2 separate regions of the Macaca mulatta genome follow, and region 1 is linked to region 2. A link is a contact called in public Hi-C data. All regions are on one chromosome and are shown on one strand. Each heading gives the region's core, a stretch centred on a gene start, on an enhancer-like site or on the middle of the called end of the contact. The rest is flanking DNA. Distances are from core to core; before and after follow the strand shown. Region 1 holds the start of STAT6 (signal transducer and activator of transcription 6). Region 2 overlaps NEMP1 (nuclear envelope integral membrane protein 1).

What was found. A called contact is a pair of places that touch in the nucleus more often than the background predicts.
Region 1: a Hi-C map of blood shows a contact between it and region 2, with 6 times the contacts expected there. The contact joins the promoter of STAT6 here to the enhancer-like site in region 2. A contact is called at or near these places in 8 of 14 Hi-C or Micro-C datasets (CD4 T cells, blood, cortical neurons and 5 more).

The regions. Positions count from the first base shown.
Region 1 is chr11:64,264,847-64,272,038 of T2T-MMU8v2.0, reverse strand. STAT6 (signal transducer and activator of transcription 6) reads left to right here and starts at 4,121. Exons shown (of 28, transcript NM_001265997.1): 1 at 4,121-4,347; 2 at 7,186-7,192.
Region 2 is chr11:64,214,761-64,221,995 of T2T-MMU8v2.0, reverse strand. It overlaps NEMP1 (nuclear envelope integral membrane protein 1), which reads left to right. Exons shown (of 11, transcript XR_013401165.1): 5 at 1,585-1,678; 6 at 2,138-2,252; 7 at 2,977-3,202; 8 at 5,694-5,867; 9 at 6,584-6,764. Among named protein-coding and RNA genes, the nearest start is that of MYO1A, 12 kb to the right of the region's middle. Within about 2 kb of position 2,120, at least 6 of the 40 cell types and tissues checked have an H3K27ac peak or open chromatin away from gene starts, as enhancers often do. A contact at or near this core is called in CD4 T cells and blood, where this site is marked.

The sequences.
Region 1 (7,192 bases), core at 2,872-5,371, 48 kb before region 2:
TTTGGGAGAGCGAGGTGGGTGGATCACCTGAGGCCAGGAGTTCAAGACCAGCCTGACCAATATGGTGTCTCTACTAAAAATACAAAAATTAGCTGGGTGTCGTGGCATGCGCCTGTAGTCCCAGCTACTGGGGAGGCTGAGACAGGAGAATTGCTTGAACCTGGGAGGCGGAAGTTGCAGTGAGTTGAGATCACGCCACTGTACTCCAGCCTGGGCAACAGAGGGAGACTCCATCTCAAAAAAAAAAAAAAAAAAAAAAAAAGAATTCAGATACATATATAAAGCTGAAACAAAAGTTTAATTAAACAATACTTATCCTTACTTCACATGATGCCTTCTGATATTTATTTTTTAATTTTATTCACTTTTTTATTTTTATTTTTTATTTTTTGAGATGGAGTCTTGCTCTGTTGCCCAGAATGGAGTGTAGTGGTATGATCTCAGCTCACTGCAGCCTCCACCTCTTGGGTTCCAGTGATTCTCCTGCCTCAGCCTCCCAGGTAGCTGGGATTACAGGCACGTGCCACTGTGCCCGGTTAATTTTTTGTGTTTTTTAGTAGAGACGAGGCTTCATCATGTTGGCCAGGCTGGTCTCGAACTCCTGACCTCAGGTGATCCACCCACCTCGGCCTCTCAAAGTGCTAGGATTACAGGCATGAGCCGCTGCGCCTGGCCTTTACTTCAGTTTTAAAGAGTGATGGTCAAGACACTGGTTTTTTTTTTTTTTATGTTTTGGTTTTTAATTTTGTTTTAAATTTTTTTCATAGACATGGGATGTTTTTATGTTGCCCAGGCTGGTCTCGAACTCCTGGCCTCCAGCAATCCTCCTGCCTCAGCCTCCCAGAGTATTGGGATTACAGGTGTGAGCCATTGTGCCTGGTCAAGATGCTGTTATGGGCTGAGTTGCGTTCCTCAAAAATTCTCTTGAAGTCCTAATCCCAAGTACCTCAGGATGTGACCTTATTTTGAAGGACCCACTTACAGGGTCTTTACAGAGGTAATTAAGTTAAAATGAGGCCATTAGGGTGGTGCTTAATGCAATATGACTGGTATCCTTGAAAGAAGGGGAAACTTGGAGGCTGACTTGCATACAAAGAGAACACTGTGTGAATGTGAAAATGGCCATCTACAAGCCAAGGAGGGAGGCCTGGAACAGAGCCTTCCTTCACATCCCTGAGAAGGAATCAATCAACCCTGCTCATGTTAACCTTGATCTTGGACTTCTAGCCTCCAGCATCTTGAGAGATTTCTGTTGTTTAAGTCATACAATTTGTATTACTTTGTTACAGCAGCCCTAGCAAACTGATACACTCACCAAATTGATTTTGTGACTCACTATTGGGTTGTAAAATTGATTTTGTGACTCACTATTGGGTTGTAACCGGCAGTACACAGACATAAAGTTATTTTTTCCTTTTGCTTTCTCTTGTGCAATCTTTTGTGTGTGTGTGTGTGACGGAGTCTCGTTCTGTCACCAGGCTGGAGTGCAGTGGCGTGATCTCGGCTCACTACAATCTCTGCCTCCCAGGTTCAAGTGATTTCCCTGCCTCAGCCTCCCAAGTAGCTGGGACTATAGGCATGCACTACCACACCCGACTAATTTTTTGTATTTTTAGTAGAGACAGGGTTTCACCATGTTGACCAGGATGGTCTCAATCTCCTGACCTTGTGATCTGCCTGCCTCAGCCTCCCAAAGTCCTGGGATTACAGGCATGAGCCTCTCTTGTGCAATCTTTACCACCACTCGATGGGATGGCAGGGCCCAGGGGAGGGTGATACAGTCACCCTCACAGTCATGCAGGTGCAGATGTCATTAATGAAGGTCTGACAGACCCTGCAATTGTACAATCTGAAGATGAGTATCTCCTTAAATTTCATACTCTAGGCACTTTACCCTAGCCTAGACTCTGTTGAAGTAGGTATGACTATTATTCTCATTTGAGGGATTGACATCTGATTGAGAACCTCCTAAATGGAATCAGACCCAAGCCAGATTTGCCTCTAAATTCTGTTTTTTTTCCCCCTTACATCACAGTGTTCCCATTGGTATAATCAGTTAGAGAGGGAGACAATAAATACCATTTTTCTACCAGTACTTGCCCCTTGCCTTCCTACCCCTTAAAAGGAGCGAAAGTCAGAGAGCACATTTACTCTTTTCCCTCCTGCTACCCAAGTCTTTGGGGACTTGTAGCTCTGACACCCCTAGATGGTGAAACCTGGCTTCACCTACTGTCTGTGGATGTCTGCAGGCAGAGTGGGCACCCGGGACCACATACAAAGCACGTGTGCCATGAACACGTATGTGCACACACCTTGATCCTAGGATGGCTTGTTGGACAAGCCAATGGACAGAGTCCCTGCCTGCCACCTCCACCCGTGCCTCCCTTCTCTTCCATTCACTGCCCTGCAGACACAGCGGGCACATATGCACATACACTCTCAATAGGATTCTTTTGGCAGTAATATGACCCCCAAATCTGGGGACTTCTATGTAGGATGGAGACCCTTCTCCTTTCCTCATACCTGGTTTATTAAGAACCATAAAAATAGTGCCTGACAGTTACTGTGTGTCAGTCACTGTTCTAAGCCTTCAGATGTATTACTGCATTTGATTCTCACAACATTATGAGTTAAGACTTATTTGCTCCACTTTACAGATGACGAGAATGAATCACAGAGTAAATTGCCCAGGGTTGTGTGGTTAGCAGCATTAGCAGGATTTGAATCCAAGCAGCCTGTATGCACAGTCCAGTCTCTTAACTGCTATATTCTGCTGTGTTCAAAGCCTCTGCTGCCTGGCTGGATCCACACACATGCACTCATGCACAGACCTGCGGGGTACCAAGGGATGGAGTGGGAGGAGCTGGGTCTGGAAATCAATTCAGGCACCAGGGGGCAGCATAGGCCTAGCTTTGGCCCCTCAGCCCAGCCCGGCTATGGGAGGGAGGAGGGGAGCAGAAACTTCCTCCCGCCGCCCCTCAGACACCACCTCTTCCACACACCTGGGCTCTCAGGTGTCCGCGAGTAAAGGCCTCTCTGGGTCCCTTGGTCTCCTCCAGCTCCTCCCCCAGCAAAAACTGCAGCACCCTCCACTAGTTATGATGATGACTCAGAAGCTGAGCAAGACTGTGTGTGTGTGTGTGTGTGTGTGTGTGTGTAGTGTTGTGATTACAGTGGGCTCTGAGTGCGGATATGTTTGGGAGCCTGCCTGCATATGTGTGTGTGTGTGTGTGTGTGTGTGTGTGTGTGTGTGTCTGTGTGTGGTGTTGTGATTACAGTGGGCTCTGAGTGCGGATATGTTTGTGAGCCTACCTGCATGTGTGTGTGTGTGTGTGTGTGTGTAGTCTTGTGGTCAGGGAAGTTGTGCATGTGTGTGTTTGTTTCTTGGCGTGTCTCAGTGTTTACCCCAGAAACAGATAGGAACTTGGCAGATAGGAACACAGCAGATTCGAATTCAAACTTGTCCCTTGTGAATCTGCAGGCAGCAGCTCCGGCTTGTGCTGGTTCCCCCCACAGTCTCAGGAGGGGTGCCCTGTGAGGAGAGGGCAAAGACCAGCTTCAGTCCAAGGGACTCCTGGAGTCTTCCAGAATTCTGAGCTGAGGGTTCCCCTCCCCCACTCCCTCCCATCAGTGGTCACGAGACCGACCTCTAAGGCGTTCCCTGCCAGAAGGGAGGGGGACCTAGGAGTTGGCTGGCATCGAGCTCCCCGGCTGCTTTTCAGGGTCCTCCACTGGAGGGAGCGCAGAGTCCAGAGGGATTTACTTTTCCTGAGGCCCTGGGGAGCCCAGTCCCTCGTGGGCCCAAACCCCAGCCCTTGGCAGAGTTTGAGTTTGGGAGCCAAGCAGTTAGGGGTGGCATGTCTCTGTTTGATATTGGGTGACTTTCTGGAGAAAAGCTGATGCTTTTGAGGGGGCCAGAGTAAGTGGGGGTCAGCCTCCGCCGGAGCCTGGCTCCAGGGCCTGGACCCCAGTCCTGATCCCCCACGTGCTCCCCCACTCGGCACAGGAGGCACACATATTCACCCCACTTTCTTCCTCTTCCTCCTCCAGCCCACTTTCTCTTCTCTGTGTCGTCAGAGCTCCAGGGAGGGACCTGGGTAGAAGGAGAAGCCGGAAACAGCGGGCTGGGGCAGCCACTGCTTACACTGAAGAGGGAGGACGGGAGAGGAGTGTGTGTGTGTGTATGTATGTGTGTGTTTTATTTTATTTTTCTTTTTGGTGATGGTGGTGGAAGGGGGGAGGTGCTAGCAGGGCCAGCCTTGAACTCGCTGGACAGAGCTACAGACCTATGGGGCCTGGCAGTGCCCGCTGAGAAAGGGAGAAGACAGCAGAGGGGTTGCCTCCGAGGTGGGTGCGGGGGCCTCTTTGAGTGTGTGGGGGTGGATTCGGCGGGGGAGCTCTCGGGATCCTCCCCTGGCTGGGTGGATGGTCCCCAAGAGATGGTTTCAGCTAGTGTTGGTGGCTGGTGGCACTGGGTTTTGGCAGTTTCGAACTCCTGGAGGAATCTGGGAGGGTCCAGGCCTCAGTACTCCCCTCCCCCATGGGTCACGTTTTCACAGCCTCACCCCTGCACCCCCAGGGCAATGGAAAGTCAGGGAAAGAAGGTGAAGGAGTGCTCCTCTGCCCTGGGTCGGGGGAAGTGGCCGCCCCTCCCTGGAAGGTTGATGCCAGAGGGCAGTGGATCCTCGTTAAACCCCTATCCTGCCCTCCTCTAAAGGTTCCTGTTCAAGGGTGTGGCTGGGGGGTGAGCGAGCCCCAGATGTAGACCTCATGGTGCCCCACAGGAGGGGGAATTTCCCCCTCAAAACTGCTCCACGCTTGGCTGCTGTAGACGCTGAGATTTCCCAGCGGTGGCGCCGAGTTAACCCTCCTCGTGCTGAACTGGCTCCACCTCCCCGCCCGCCCCCACCGCCACATCCACACATTGGGCAACTCAGAGAAGCTGTTTTAACTTTCGATCCTGTGGTCCCACAGTCAGAGGACTTCGGGAGGTAGGGGTTGAGATAAGCGAATTTAGGCCACCAAGCGGGCGGACAAGGATCCCAGACCTTGCGCTTCCCTTCTGGGTTTGGGAGGGAACACTGGTCCCGCCCCTCACGCCGTGGTTCCTCCCTCCCTTCCCCTACAGCGGGCTGAACGCTAAAGGAGCCCCTGTCCTGGTCAAGCCAATCGACCCAGCCTTGTTATGAGTTGGGGTGGGGAGAAATGTGTCCTCCTAATGTCTGGGGAAGAAGAGGGGTTGGATATTCCTAGCCAGGGCCATGCCAGGAGGCTGGTCACTTTGCAAGGGGATGCAGAGGAAAGCGATGCCCACCCATTCCAGAGGACCTTTCTCTCTTGGGTTAGAGAAAGGCCTATTGGAGGGACCTAAGCAGGAGGGGTAAGGATCCGTCTTGAGGAGAAAAGAGCTGGGGGAAGTGGGAACTGGAGGAAAGAGGGGCATGAAGGTCTTGGAGCAGGAAGGTCCAGAGAAGGGGCCTCTCCATTTTCCATCCCTTTGAGAGTCCTGGGTGAAGTGAGAGGCTGAACGTGGAACAGGAGGACTTGGGGTTACTGGTTTTTGGGAGACCGGGGGAGTTGTCATCCCATCCTCTCCCTCATCTCTAGGAGAGGGATATTGTGAGAAACGTGAACTGAGAGGCCCCTGGGGAACCACTGGTCTACCCAGTTCCCCCTGAACCTGGAAATGGGGATGCAACCCCCTCCTCTACTTCCCTGTCCCCTTCTCTCCTTTCTCCCTCTTTTCGTCTCTCTTCTTCACCTCCAGCTTCCTCTCTCTTCTAGGCTCTTTCCTCCTGGCTTACTAAACCTGCCTTTTTTTCCGGTCTCTCCCATCCTCTTCCTTAGTTCTCTCTACTTTCCTTTTCCAACTCTCCTCCTTCAAGTCTCCTCCCATCTTCCCCCACTTCTTAGGATGATCAGATTTGCCCCTGGAAGGGATCCTAACAACACAGTGCGATGGTTAATCCCCACTCAGATTCAAAGCCTGCTTTCCAAACTCACCTACTGAGTGACCTTGGGCAGGGTAGAGAAACTCCTTAAGCCTCAGTTTCTTCATCTATAAAATGGATATTATATATTTTCAAAAGTGTCATGAGGCCTGAATGAGATAATGCACTGAGTGTAATGCCTCCTACGTGGTAAGTGCTTAACAAATAGTAGCTGTTATTACTCTCCCATCCTCTTCATCATCTAGCCTTGTGGTTTTCATTTTTATTTAATTTTATTTACTTATATATATATATTTTTGAGACAGAGTCTCGCTCTGTCGCCCAGGCTTTTTTGAGACAGTCTCGCTCTGTCGCCCAGGCTTGAGTACAGTGGTGTAATCTCGGCTCACTGCAAGCTCCGCCTCCCGGGTTCACACCGTTCTCTCACCTCAGCCTCCCGAGTAGCTGGGACTACAGGGGCCTGCCACCACGCCCTGCTAATTTTGTTTTTGTATTTTTAGTAGAGACAGGGTTTCACCGTGTTAGCCAGGATGGTCTTGATCTCCTGACCTAGTGATCCGCCCACCTCGGCCTCTCAAAGTGCTGGGATTACAGGTGTGAGCCACCGCTCCTGGCCGAGCCTTGTGGTTTTCAAATTATCTCATGGAGTCCTAGAATTTTGAGAGGTTTGTCTAGGGACGCCTTTGGCGTCAGGAGATGGGGAGAGGGAAGTAGAAGCAGTCAAGTTTCAGGCTTTCCATGCTTGCTTTCAACAGGGCATCTTCAGTTTCGTACCTTTTATGTAATTGAGATTCCACAGATTAAAAGCTGACATTGCCTACTGCTTTAAAAAGTTTGGAAAGTTTTCCATTCATCTAACACTCATATTTTATAGATGAGAAAATCAAAGCCCACACAGGGAAGGCTCCTTGCCCACAGAACCAGAGTCAGGTCTAGAGCTGCAACCAAATTCTCTGCCATCTCCAAGAGAGCTCTCTCCCTACTGCCCTGTCTCCCTTTGCCTCCCCACCCCTCTGGCTACAGCTCAACTCTTTCCACCCCTGTGTCTATCACTGAAGGAGTTACCCCCATCTCAGGCATTGACCCAGGATGCCCCTGGTTTAAGGTGGTCTGGCCATGAGTGGTGGTGGGGATGGTCCCTAGGAGGGCTATCTATAGGAGGTCCCTGGCTGCTCCAGAAGATAGGCCAAGTTTCTTGGGCACCCCTCAGAGTGGCCTTATTTTTCTCCTCCAGGCAACCT
Region 2 (7,235 bases), core at 871-3,370:
GGGTGTTCTAACAACTCCACCAGTTGGTTATTCCCCTGTCTCCCTTCTTCTTGGGCCTCCATATTCCCTGAGAAACAGCAATATTGAAACTAGGCCAATTAATAACCTTAGAGTAGATAGTAAGTCTTCAAGTGAAAGGAAGAGTCATACATCTCTCTGATTATGCTTAGTGAGGACAGCAAAAGCCAAAATAGACTAAAAGCTAGACCTCTTGTCCCAAGTAGTTAGCCAAGTTGTGAATGCAAAGGGAAAGTTCTTGAGGGAAATTAAAAGTGTTGCTCCAGGGAACACACAAGTGATAAGAAAGTGAAACAGCCTTATTGCTGATATGAAGAGAGTTTTAGTTGGCTGTTGAGAAGATTAAACCAGATACAACTTTTTTAAAGCTAAAGCCTGATCCAGAGCAAGACCCTAACTCTCTTCAATTCTGTGAAGGCTGAGAGAGGTGAGGAAACCTCAGAAGAAAAGTTTACAGCTAGTGAAGGAAGGTTCTTGGTTCATGAGATTTAAGGAAAGAAGCTGTCTTCATTACATAAAAGTGCAAGGTAGGCTGGGCGTGGTGGCTCATGCCTGTAGTCTCAGCACTTTGGGAGGCTAAGGCGGGCAGATCACTTGAGCCCAGGGAGTTCAAGACCAGCCTGAGCAACGTGGTGAAACCCTGCCTTTACAAAAAATACAAAAAAGTCAGTCATGGTACCAGCTACTTGGAAGGCGGAGGTGGGAGAATCACCTGGGCCCAGTAGATCAAGGCTGCAGTGAGCCATGATCACACCATCGCACCCCAGCTTGGGCAACACAGTGAGACCTTGTCTTAAAAAAAAAAAAAAAAAAAAAAGATGAAGCAAGCACTGATACAGAAGCTGTAGCAAGTTGTTCAGAAGATCTAGCTAAGATCATTGTTGAAAGTGGCTACAATTAAAGATGCCATTGAGGACTTTCATGGTGAGAGAGAAGTCAGTGCCTAGCTTCAAAGGAGGGGTGATCCTCTTGTTAAGGGTTAATGCTGTTGGAGGATTGACTCCAATTTTGAAAGAAGTTCTGTGGTGAAATGCTATCAGGACAGTATTGCATGCTTTAGAGAAATCTTCATGAAAGGAGGAGCCAGTGCAGCAAACTTCGTTGTATTTTAAGAAATTGCCACAGTCACTCCAGTCTTCAGAAACTACCACCTTCATCAGTCAACAGCCATCAACATGGAAGTGAGACCCTCCACCAGCAAAAAAATGATGACTCACTGAAGGCGTAGATGATCTTTAGCAGTTTTTAGCAAAGCATTTTAAATTAAGGAATATATATTTTTAAGACATAATGCTGTTGTATACTTAATACCCTCTAATATAGGGTAAACATGATTTTTATATGCACTGGGAAACCAAAAAATTTGTATGACTTACTGATTGCAATTGCAGTATTTGGTTTGTTGCAGTGGTCTGGAACCAAATTGGAAATGTTTCTGATGTTTGCTTGTACTGCTCTAATCTTGTTCCTTTTAAAATCTTTTGGCTAGGTTAGTTGTCCTAGTTTCAACAGTACTATGTATGAAATATATACATATGGTCATGAAATACATTTTTTTTTCTGCAGAAGTCAAATTTTCTACTACTCCACTGGGATGAGTGTGGGAATTGTGGCCTCTCTACTAATCATCATTTTTATACTATCTAAGTTTATGCCTAAGGTAAGTATCAGAATCTTCATGTGCAGCTAGAATGAATTTGGATAGCTGAAGGACTGTTTTCCTGGGTAATCTTAGAAAACTGAAAATGTGTATTGATGGCTGATGAGTCAATGTCCTACTCTCCTTGATTCAAAAAGGTACTTTCCACGATGAAACTTGGAGCCTGATTACAAATTTTTTCTTTTTATATAAAATCCTGTGCTCGGAGGGGGGTTAAAGTCTCCTTCCTGTTTTTTAATTATATAGCCAGGCTTTTAAGTTATTTAGCATCTCATCTTCCCAGTGTTCCTTGCAGACTGTACCATTTTAAGTATAAAGGACATCTTTTTAAGAGAAGTGTTTTTTGTGCATTTTGAGTAGGTTGAATTTTTTTTTAAAAAATCATAGTTCCATTTTGCTTCTTTTATGTATGGAAAGCCTGTTGTAACTTTTTGCTTTCACTTCTACTCTCTGTCTTAGAAAAGTCCCATTTACGTCATCCTGGTGGGAGGCTGGTCTTTTTCTCTGTACCTCATTCAACTAGTTTTTAAAAATTTACAAGAGATCTGGAGGTGTTACTGGCAGTATCTTTTAAGTAAGTGTTGTCGGTTTTGCTTTCCTTTTGTATGTTTATAGGCTGTTTCAGTTAATTTAATCATGAAAATATTTTACCTGCTTATGGGATTTAATAGTTCATGTCATTTTTAAAAACTTTTAAAAATCGTAGTTTTTCGCTTATTTCTGACCCCTCTACGATTATCACCTTCTCTTAAATTAGAATGGTACTGTTAAGGAGAAGATGTCATTTATTGGTATTCATAAATATACCTTTCTTTACACAATAAACATTTTTCTGAAAAGCTGTAAATTGACCTTATTAATGGAATCATATTTTAAATATACTTGGGGACCTTAAGTAAAGGACTCTGCAGTAAATTTTTTTCTCCTTCATTTCTGAATGAACTGCTGTAGATTTTATTTACAAAGTAAAAATCCTTGGTCCTATAGATAGTAACCTTTGATTTATCCTTTGAGGGGTGATTAATCTGGATTTCCATATATTGGTTTTTAAAATAGACTATTTCAGGGTTGTTTGACATATAACTTTAATGTTCTGTTTGAACCGAATAAATTTAGGATAGCAGAAAGGATAGAAACTTAGAGAAATGTATTTTAAGAAAAAAGTGTGAATAATTAAGTAAAAATCTGATTTCCCGGTTCAATTGGTGCTATATAGTAAATTTACTACTGCTTCCCACACAAATTATTTTTACCAAGTATAGATGAAAAAGAATGTCTTCTGATAACTCTTCTCATAGGTTATGTCCTCACAGTTGGATTCATGAGTTTTGCAGTGTGTTACAAGTATGGGCCCTTGGAAAATGAACGAAGTATCAACCTGCTGACCTGGACCTTGCAGCTAATGGGCCTGTGTTTCATGTATTCTGGCATCCAGATACCACATATTGCCCTTGCCATTATCATCATTGCCCTGTGTACTAAGAACCTGGAATACCCTATTCAGTGGCTGTACATCACCTACAGGTGAATGAAAGGCAATGTAACTTAATATTGACAGGTACAGTGTGGGATGCAGTTGCAGCAAGAGGATACAGAGGTGTTGACCTGGGAGCTTCTTCGTTAATGAAAAGTCATTGTGTTGTACTTCCGCCTTTGTTCCTTCCCGAGTCTATTTTTTTTTTTTTACTTTCTATAGGAATTTTTATATTTTTATTCTAGTCATTTTATATAAAATAAAAAACATCTAGTAAAATGTCATGTGTTCCTGTTACCACAAGGTGGTGCAAATTATATCACTTTTTTTTTGAGATGGAGTCTTGCTCTGTCGCCCAGGCTGGAGTGCAGTGGCGTGATCTCGGCTCACTGCAACCCCCACCTCCTGAGTTCAAGCGATTCTCATGCCTCAGCCACCTGAGTAGCTGGGATTACAGGCATGCGCCACTACACCCAGCTAATTTTTGTATTTTTAGTAGGTTTCACCATGTTGACCAGGCTGGTCTCGAACTCCTGACCTCAAATGTCAGGGGTTCCTAAAGTGCTGAGGCAATCCCAAAGTGCTCGAATTACAAAGTCCTGGGATTACAGACGTGAGCCACCACACCCGGCCACAAATTATATCGCTTTTATACTATATGCTCATTGAGGTCTCCTGGGTTCAGTTTTTTTTTTTTTTTTTTTTTTTTTAAACAGTGTCTTGCTCTGTCACCCAGGCTGGAGCACAGTGGCGTGATCTTGCCTCACTGCAACCTCCGCCTCCCGGGTTCAAGTGATTCTCCAGCCTCAGCCTCCCGAGTAGTTGGGACTACAGGCGGGCGCCACCATGCCTGTCTTAATTTTTGTATTTTTTGTTTTTTTTGTTTTTGTTTTTTTGTTTTTTTTTTTTTGAGACGGAGCCTCGCTCTGTCGCCCAGGCTGGAGTGCAGTGGCCGGATCTCAGCTCACTGCAAGCTCCGTCTCCTGGGTTCACGCCATTCTCCTGCCTCAGCCTCCCGAGTAGCTGGGACTACAGGCGCCCGCCACCTCGCCCGGCTAGTTTTTCGTATTTTTTTTTAGTAGAGACGGGGTTTCACCGTGTTAGCCAGGATGGTCTCGATCTCCTGACCTCGTGATCCGCCCGTCTCGGCCTCCCAAAGTGCTGGGATTACAGGCTTGAGCCACCGCGCCCGGCCCAATTTTTGTATTTTTAACAGATATGTGGTTTCACCATGTTGGCCAGGGTGGTCTCAAACTCCTGACTTCAGGTGATCTGCCCTCCTCAGCCTCCCAAAGTGCTAGGATTATAGGTGTGAGCTACCTCACCCGGCCCATTTCAGACTATTTCTCAGTGGCTTTCAGATTGCTCTGGAGGTCTTAGTCTTATTTTAAGATGTAATTCGTAGCATGTTTTGTCACCTTGCAAAATAAATATGGAATGTTCCTAGGTCCTGAAGTTGTCTATTATAGATAGTCAAGGTGATACCTTCAGTCTGGGAAATCAAGTTATTGGACCACAATCTTTTTTGTTTTTTTTTTTGAGAAGGAGTCTTGCTCTGTCACCAGGCTAGAGTGCAGTGGCACAATCTCAGCTCACTGCAACCTCCGCCTCCCGGGTTTAAGCGATTCTCCTGCCTCAGCCTCCTGAGTAGCTGGGATTACAGGCACATGCCACCACGCCCAGCTAATTTTTGTATTTTTAGTAGAGATGGCGTTTCTCTATGTTGGCCAGAATGGTCTCAATCTCGACCTTGTGATCCGCCTGCCTTGGCCTCCCAAAGTGCTGGGATTACAGGCATGAGCCACCGTGCCTGGCCTTTTTTTGAGACGGAGTTTTGCTCTTGTTGTCCAGGCTGGAGTGCAGTGGCATGATCTTGGCTCACTGCAACCTCCGCCTGCCTGGTTCAGGCGATAGTAGCTGGAATTACAGGCATGCATCACCACGCCCGGCTAATTTTGTATTTTTAGTAGAGACAGGTTCCTCCGTGTTGGTCAGGTTGATCTCCAGCTCCTGATCTCAGGTGATCTGCCTGCCTCGGCCTCCCAAAGTGCTGGGATTATAGGCGTGAGCCACTGCGCCCGGCTAGGACCACAATCTTATACCATAATTTTCTTGTTATTTTCCCATCTATTAAAAAATAAGTATTTTATCATTTATTGAAAAATAAAGTGAGTTTATTCACATTAGTGGATAATATTGACTGTAAATAATTTTTCACTTTCTATAGGCATTTTTATATTTTTATTCTAGTCATTTTATATAAAATAAAAACGTCTAGTAAAATGTCGTGTGTTCCTGTTACCACAAGGTGGTGCAAATTATATCACTTTTTTTTTTGACATGGAGTCTCGCTCTGTCGCCTATGAGTTGTCATTCATAGTCTAATATGTCAGGCGTTCATTATAACTAAAGGTGTCTATGGAATTTTTAGGAGTGATGACTCTTAATGTTCAGGCTGTCTGCTGTATGCTTGGCCCACTGAAGGGAGCTAGAAGTAAGATTACTGATTAATGATTCATAATGTTATTTTGGTGAGCACAGAAAGGTGTATAAGGCAACAGAAAAGCCTGTCCCCCCTCGTCTCCTGACAGAAGAAGAGTATCGGATACAAGGAGAGGTAGAAACCCGAAAGGCTTTAGAAGAGCTCCGAGAATTTTGTAACAGTCCAGACTGCTCTGCTTGGAAGACTGTTTCTCGAATCCAGTCTCCAAAAAGGTACACTCTTGGCCAGATATGCCAAACATCTATCAGGGTAATTGTGACCTTGAGTTCTACCAGAGATCGTACCTCTAGAGAATCATGCACTTGTGACCTTTGTTTTCCTGTTAATCTTCAAGTAGTCAAGAGAAAGGTAGATGTATAATCACACATTAAGCAGTAACCTGTTTCCTCAGGGAACTATCTACTCTAGCTTTGATTGTAGCATTAAGATGGGAAGACTCCAGTACCATATTAAGTTTCCTTTCTGAAAGTTTTGCATTGCTCCCTGAGTTGGTAGGGTTCCTCTCCACCCACTTTTTAATTGGGGGCAACTATACCAATGAGTATGTGAAGCTTCAATTTGGAATCATGATGGTATAAAGTTTATAGGGCCATAAACGTGAATAACTGTGTAATGCCCCTTAATCTTCTCTTATCGGGATTACAGATGACTAAAGGAACCTTGGCACTTTCATAATTAGAAAGGATAGGCAAGTGCTTATTAAGCAGGATGGAGTTGCAGGGGTATTGGCCTATGATCCCAGCTTTCCTTTTCTCCTTAACTTCATGCTTTAGTCTACTTACCTGCCAGAGTAAGGACAAGGATGTTGGCTAGACTCAATATAATTTGTGTTGTGAGCATATCGAAGGCTTTAATTTGTTCTTATTTTGAAAGAAAACCAGAAGGACAGAAGGCATATTTCTAATGAGTATTATCTTCTCTCTTCCAGATTTGCTGACTTTGTGGAAGGCTCTTCCCACCTCACGCCAAATGAAGTTTCTGTCCATGAGCAGGAGTATGGATTAGGGAGCATTATTGCCCAGGATGAAATCTATGAGGAAGCATCCTCTGAGGAGGAGGACTCATATTCTCGGTGTCCTGCTATCACACAGAACAACTTTCTAACCTAGGTGGTGGTCAGTTATCTTTATGTGGACTGGCTTGGTGCCTTGGTCCGTGTTGCGTGTGTTGTGCAATTGCTTTCAACCCTTTGAAACAGTGAGATAGGGTAGAAATTCTCCCACTGAAATAAGAGGCCTAAAAAGGCCTCCCTTTGGAAATGGGAGGTCTCTATGGGATCCCTGAGGAAGGAGAGTGGATAAGGTAGTGAATGCTATGGTAGTTCACTTTCCATTGGTTAAGCTAACAGCCTACTTTTATGTTCCCACAGAAATTGGATGGCCACAGCTAGCATGGCATTCTAGTTCCTTTTTGAAAGTTGATTCAATCATGGCATTTCTTTCACTGGCTCTCCAAAGTAAGAACTGTTGTTAAGTGCAGGAATGCTTTTTGATTATAGGCTGCATCTTCCAGAGAGAAATCCACAAATCTGAGCCTCTTTCACTCTAGCTTTTATTTCATTGACTTTAGAATAATTATTG